Regions from separate parts of the Sus scrofa genome. Here region 1 is linked to region 2. The links are chromatin contacts, called in public Hi-C maps. All regions are on one chromosome and are shown on one strand. Each heading gives the region's core, a stretch centred on a gene start, on an enhancer-like site or on the middle of the called end of the contact. The rest is flanking DNA. Distances are from core to core; before and after follow the strand shown.

What was found. A called contact is a pair of places that touch in the nucleus more often than the background predicts.
Region 1: a contact with region 2 is called in a Hi-C map of liver, with 3 times the contacts expected there. The contact joins the promoter of WBP2 here to the promoter of ACOX1 in region 2. A contact is called at or near these places in 1 of 5 promoter capture datasets (liver), 3 of 47 Hi-C or Micro-C datasets (blood, liver and retroperitoneal adipose tissue) and 2 of 2 datasets of contacts at active chromatin or transcription factors (alveolar macrophages and skeletal muscle).

The regions. Positions count from the first base shown.
Region 1 is chr12:5,563,367-5,566,843 of Sscrofa11.1, reverse strand. WBP2 (WW domain-binding protein 2) reads right to left here and starts at 1,732. Exons shown (of 9, transcript XM_003131191.5): 1 at 1,576-1,732. The coding sequence starts at 1,634.
Region 2 is chr12:5,449,382-5,452,906 of Sscrofa11.1, reverse strand. It overlaps ACOX1 (acyl-CoA oxidase 1, palmitoyl), which reads right to left and starts at 1,633. Exons shown (of 14, transcript NM_001101028.1): 1 at 1,505-1,633; 2 at 1,059-1,218. The coding sequence starts at 1,613. It overlaps TEN1 (CST complex subunit TEN1), which reads left to right and starts at 1,767. Exons shown (of 4, transcript XM_003131187.4): 1 at 1,767-2,032.

The DNA of each region.
Region 1 (3,477 bases), core at 483-2,982, 110 kb before region 2:
CCACTAAGCAAGGCCAGGAATTGAGCCCACAACCTCATGGTTCCTAGTCGGATTCGTTAACCACTGAGCACGACAGGAACTCCTACACATCAAATTTTAAATGCTGCATGTATAGTTCAATTACTGTTTCCACAATTCCTTTTTCTTTTTTCTGGGAAATGAAGCATCCTCTAAAACAAGGCACACCATTATTTAGCAGCACTGAGTCCTATGCCAGGGAGGAGGCCCAGCGGGATAAATACATTGTCCCAGAAAAGTGTCACTGAGAGGGAAAGAAACAGTCCCGGGATAGGTTCCCAAGGAGCATGAAAAGGGTTTGTCCAGGCCTGGGACTGGCTCACACACAGAGAGGCTACACACCAGGAGCAATGTGCGGTTTCTCTGATTTCAAGACAATGAGGTTCAAGTTCATACGGCTCCGTGTGTCTTCGTTCCCCTCCCAGATGACACAGCTTCCTTCACAGGGGAGAGGTGAGTGGGGAAAAGGACTGGAACCAGAAAAGAGCAGCAGAGCTCAGAGAAAAGAGGTCATTGCCAGGAAGAGTCGGACCTGGCAGACCCTGGGCAGGTGAGATGGAGGAAAAGTCAGTATTCTGAGGTCTGGGGCTCCCTAGGAACCTCCTCTGACTCATCAAGCTTTCCAAGGCGACAGCTCTGGGTTGGGTACTGCCTTAGCCAGCTATAGGCTCTGGTCCCACCAAACCTCGTCTGGGGGCTCAGATTCCTCTGCTCCTTCAAGAGGCGCTTTAGGGTCAGCCTAGCTCAACCAGAGCTGGCTGGTCTCATTCTCAATGCCGTCCAAGGAGAGAGAAAACTGACTGCGGATGGATAGGAAGAACCTTGATGTGGAAGACCTCTCTCTGGGAGTGATCCAAGCCAACAGGAAATCAGTAACCTGTCTGTCTGTCTGCAAAGACAGAGCTTTACAGAAAATGTTTTCGACATATGACAAATATTAATTACGTAATTTCACTTCTGGGCCTCGGTTTCCTATCTGGAAACTGAGCAGTTCCGGAATATACCGGAAGGCTACATACTGACAGTTAAGCCTACTGACTCTGGAATCAGACTCCTCTCCTGGTACTTTCAGCTCTGTGATTTCAGGCAAGTTACTTAACCTCTCCGTGCCTCACTATCTCGGCATGTAAATGCGTAGAGTAATAGCATCTGCCGAACAGGGCTCATGTACTTAAGCAGGTAAAAGAGGCGCCATCTCTGACTCATAGTAGCATAGTAAATACCCACGAAATGGTAATTATTTTTTGCCAAAGGCTCTCCCCATTTCTAAAGTCACCTACTCTGGGAAAAGGGCTCAAGAACTACCCGCAGGCCCCATGTGTCTCTCCGTACCCGGTCCCCGTCCAGCCGCCCCACCCTCACCCACAGCTGATCGCTACACCCCCGGCGGCTCCCTCACGACCCACCCACCTTCCTCCACCCCGCCCCCAGCCGTTACCCCCCATCCCCCCGTCAGGTCCCGTCTTCACGGGTTTACTTCCCACCGTCGACCGCCCAGCGCCTACACCCTCCACAACCGCCCTGCGGTTCTCCAGGGTCCTTGCGCAGTGTTTTCACCTCTCGGTGTTGTTGACGATCACTCCGCCGCCCTCCGAGTGATTCTTGTTGAGCGCCATGGTCTCTCGGAAAAGGGTCCCGAGACTCGACTCGAAACGCAGTGCGCTTGCGCCCTTCTTTGGCCCCGCCCCTAGTGGCGTCGTTCGTATTAGAGTCAGCCAATCACAGCTCTTGCGCGGAGGTTGGCCCTACCACCTGATCCGGCCATCACGTGCTAATAGTTTACTCCCGCTCCCCTCCCCGCTAGTTTCGCCTGCATCACAAACAAGTTCGAGACTACAATTCCCAGAAGCACTGCTCGCCCACCTCGACCTCTCCCTAGGCTAGTGGACGGACGCATGCTGGAACTTGTAGTCTCACAGACTCTAGGCGTGGATTGACTCCACTAATTGCATAACTCATCAGCTTGCGCACTTCCCACCCTCTTCCACCCAGTCGACCAAAGGACTGAAATAAACAGTTGCGCGAGTCACAGAGGAGTTAGTCATAAAGGCCCTGGACGTGAAGGCTGCTGTGTGCAGCGGTGACCGTTTACTGGGGCACCTTCTTTCAGCCCACGAATGTTTATTTTCTTATTTTTATTTTTTAGGGCCGCACCTGCGGCATATGGAGGTTCCCAGGCTAGGGGTCCAAGTGGAGCTGTAGCTGATGGCCTACGCCACAGCTCACAGCAACAACAGAGCCCCACCACTGAGCGAGGCAGGGGATCGAACCTGCCTCTTCATGGACACTAGTTCGGCTTGTCAACCACTGAGGCATGATGGGACTCCCCACAAACGTTTAGGGAACGCTTTCTACATGACTTTGTCCCTCCTTCCCCCGCAGCCCAACCCACTTAAGTAACCGCTGAGATATATAGATGAGTGCAGGACCCAGTCTTTGTTCCAGGATGTGATGGGCTGGCTGACTGGCAGAAGGGAATCCGGAAAAACTGCCTTCTCTTCCAGGAAATCAAAGCCACACCCTCCGAGGTGGGCGGTGAGACTCACCGCGCTGGGAGAGGAACCTGGGTCCAGCGGCCACACCTCACCGCCGCCTCCACCACAGCTGGCCTCGCGTGGCGCTGCTCCCTCTAGAATGTTCAGGCTTTGCAATTGGGCTCCCCAGCATTTTCCAGGCCAGAAGATTTAAACCAGAATTCAAGTAACTGAATGGATCTGGGCACAATGCAAGACGGGGAGCTTACAAAATAGGGCTGATCATCGTGACCCAGCACTACTACCCCCTCGGGGGGGGCGGGGGGGGAGCCCCTGTGGTTGTGTAAACTCCCCCACCTCTGAGGTGAATCTTTGTGGGAAATGTGGGAGGGGGGTGTCCCACCTGGCAGTGCTGGTGCATCTTTAATCTTAAGTGATCAGAGTTGGATTTTAAGCAGACAGCTGATTTCCTGACAGATAGTGTCCCACGGTGGGATCCACCTGCCTAATTTTCCTTTTGAGTCAGATTCCCTAGGTGAAGGATGAAAAACTAGAAAATATTATGAAACAGGGACCAGCCCCTGGAGGTCTTGTGCAAAACCAAGTTGGACCTTGCAGAATACGTGCAAGGAAGAAGTGCATCATGGACATGATAAAATCTGCCCTGAAAGGTTAGGTTAATTTCTCTACATGCAATCTTAGCAGTGGTGGAAAGAATGAAGTCAGGAGTTCCCTGGTGGTGCAGCAGACTGAGGATCAGACATTGTCACTGCTGTGCCACAAGTTTGTCTTTTATTTTTTTCCTAGGGCCACACCCATGGCACATGGAGGTTCCAGGCTAGGGGTGAAGCCGGCCTACCTCACAGCTCACGGCAACGCCAGATTCTGAACCCGTGAGCGAGGCCAGGGATGGAACCTGCAACCTCATGGTTCCTAGACGGAGTCCTTAACCACTGAACCACGATGGGCACTCCCCTGTGGTGCA
Region 2 (3,525 bases), core at 384-2,883:
CGGGAACTCCTCATTTGCTCTTTATTGATGAAAATAGTGGAGTTCTAAAATGTAGAAACCTAAAACCTAATATGTAGGAACCTAAAACAGGAACAAACAAAAACTGTTAAGAGATGTTATAGGCCAAAGGAATCTTGTACTAGGTTCCTATAATTATACTGTTTAAAGACAAACAAAAAAAAGTTTGTGTTTTCTTTCTAATGAAAAAAACACAACCAAAAGCAGATGGTCTGAAAAAAGGTCAGTTTTCAAGAGTAGGACCAAGGCATGTTTTATGAGGTGTCTATTCACTCACATAAGAGCCATTTAAACACCGTTACCAGATTAAAAAATGCTGAATCCTTATATCCATTCTGAGGTTTGACTCAAGTTCTTTTTCATCCATCCCTATTTTCCATTATTAAACTCAAGAGCTACACTATCATGTGAAAATACAATCTGTTATTGCTCTAAAATATTTAAATGTTTGGTCTTTGCAGCTGAGAAAAAAAATTCCTTCCCAATTTAGCTTCTAGATTCAGCAGGCCTCCTTCTTACAAACAGCAAAGTCATTCTGCATTTAAATCACTCAAAATTGACACACGTGGACAGAATTTGTATGATTCTTGAAATCCTATTACAGCATCTCCATTATAAGCTTTGTACAAATGTCATCCACTGAAAAGGCTTAAATGTAAGCGGAAACCTTATTTCTCATACTTACAACTTTAAAGTGGTGTGAAAATATGCCAATTTGAGTCTTCAAACGCCAAACAAGAGAAAAAGGACACCACAGATTGTGGCTTTAGTTTGGGCTTGGGCACTTGATGTAAACTAAGACACACGTACCTTTTTTTGGGGGGGGGGGTCTTTTTTGTCTTTTTAGCGCCACACCAGCTGCATATGGAAGTTCCCAGGCTAGAGGTCAAATTCGAGCAGCAGCTGCAGACCTGCAACAGCTCACTGCAACTCCTGATCCTTAACCCACTCAGGGAGGCCAGGGGTCCAACCTGCATCCTCAGGGATACTAGTCGGGTTAGTTACCTCGGATCCTCCACGGGAAAGCTCCGCATACCTACTTTTTAAACCACAGGATTTCATCTGGGTCTGCGAGGCCAAACTCCCTTATCTTCTTCACCGTGGTGGCGCTCTTCTTAACAGCCACCTCGTAACGCTGGCTTCGACTGAGGAAGTTCAGGTCCTCATGCTGCAGGTCTGGGTCACTCAGAATCATGTTTTCTGGAAAAGAATGATAGGGTATCAAGAGAAACACAGATTCAAGGCTCTGTTACAGCTCCCCGGATCACAGCAGGTTTCGGACTTACGGGTACAGATCCCCTCTCAGGATGGGCGATTCCCCCGCCACAAGCATCTCTAAAAGTGTGGGGAGGGGGTTTCCCGGTTCCCCTAAAGCTGAGCCGGAGGTTGCGGCCTACGCCTCACAGCCGCTCTGACTCCTCCCGGTGGGAGTCTCAAGCTTTGCTCCGGGAAGGGCGGGGAGGGAGGCCCGGCCCGCCGTCCTCACCGATCTCTCGGCGGCGCCGGGTATTCTCTGGACTGCCGTCCAGGACGTGTGTGAGCAGCTCCGGGTTGAAGCTGGCGGCGGCTCGCTCCTTCTGTAGGTCCTGGTTCATGGTGACAGCCAGCAGAGGCAGCGGAGGTCGGGGAGGCGGCGGAGACAGCAGCAGCGAGGGCAGCACCAGCGGGTTATCTGCACCTCCAGCGCGGCGCCAGCCCTAAGGGCCGCCCAGGACGGCGCGAGTCCCCGCCCCCGCTCGCCTCCGCCCGCCCGGGCCCGCCCTTTCTCCCGCGCCGCGTGACTGCCGCGGCCGAGGCGGAGGAGGCGCCAGTGAGAGCCTCGGGGCGGGTGAGTCCCTGCCTCTCGGCGAGAGGAGCCTCAGAGCGGCCCCCGGGCAAGGGGGTGCCCGGAAGAAGGTCGAGAAACTGCAGAGGGGGGACAAGCCGGGAGCTCTCGGTAACCTAACCCCTCACCCGTCACGTGATCACGCTGGGCGGAAAGAGGCAACGTGAAGCCCCCCCGACGCCCTGACAGGTTAGCGACGGGCGGGGAAGGGGCGGGGCACCGCGTCGGAGGAGGACTGCGCCTGCGCCTTGGGACCTGCCCGCCCCGCCGCTTCGGGGTCCGTCCGCTAAAGGCCTCCCCGGAAACGCCGGTGGCCGGAACCTCTAGGGCTGCGGGCGATGCGCCTGTGGGCCTTGCGCAGTTGCTGGGGGAGGTCGTAGGATTCCGCGAAACTATCCAAGGTTGGAGGAAAAAAGGAAAAGACGGGGTCCAAAGTTGCACCGGGGAGAGGCTCCAGCTGTCTTTTGTTAAGATAATGGTATCTTTGCTGCCGGAGGCAAGGGCTGCGAGGAGCTGGGTGTGGAATTGCAGGTGCTTCCCCCCACCCACCGTTTCTGGGTGGGTGTGGACTTGGAGTGAGACTTAGAACTGTGTGTTCACAGGTCTTGGAATCCAGACTTTTCTGTTTCACAATTATCGTCGTCATCAAAGAACTAGTGTAGGAGGATTTGTAATGAAAAGCTCAAGTTGCCTATCCTCAGAAACAGCCACTGTCAACCAGTCGTGGTTTTTTATTTTGATCCCTAAAGAATTGCTCAGTAAAATACTTAACATGCTATTGAATGATTTGCTTATTTTAGTTACTTTTTGACTTCATGCCAGGGTGATCAGGTAATGGCACACTACACATCTGTATCTTTCATCTACCTTTGTAACAACATAACTAATGCCCTTTAAAAAATAAATAAAAATAAATTAAAAACTGTACACTTGCAAGCTGTTCCTTATTGCATCAGTTTTTAGTAACAGTCCTGGCAATAAGTACGGTGAGTGAGGCATTCACCTCAGACAAAAGGGAGCACCAAAAAACGAATCAAGATTAGTAGTTAGGAGTTCCCGTCGTGGCGCAGTGGTGAACGAATCCGACTAGGAACCATGAGGTTGCGGGTTCGATCCCTGCCCTTGCTCAGCGGGTTAACGATCCGGCGTTGCCGTGAGCTGTGGTGTAGATTGCAGATGAGGCTCAGATCCCGCGTTGCTGTGGCTCTGGTGTAGGCCAGTGGCTACAGCTCCGATTGGACCCCTAGCCTGGGAACCTCCATACGCCGCGGGAGCGGCCCAAGAAATAGCAAAAAGACAAAAAAAAAAAAAAAAAGACTAGTAGTTATTTTAATAAGACATTTAAAAAAGTCAAAATGCAGGAAAATCTATGATGAATAAAACACAAAAAGTTGGAGTTCCCATCGTGGCTCAGCAGTTAGTGAACCAGACTAGTGTCTATGAGGACTCGGGATCGATCCCTGGCCTTGCTCAGCAGGTTAAGGATCCGGTGTTGTCTGTTGCAGTGAACTGTGGTGTAGGTCCCAGACTTGGCTCAGATCCCTAGTTGCTGTGGCTGTGGCATAGGCCAACAGCTACAGCTCCGATTGGACCCCTAGCCTGGGAACCTCCCTATGCCGCAGGTGCGGCCCTAAAAAACCAAAATTTTAAAGAGACAGAAACATTATTACCGATTGTTCTTT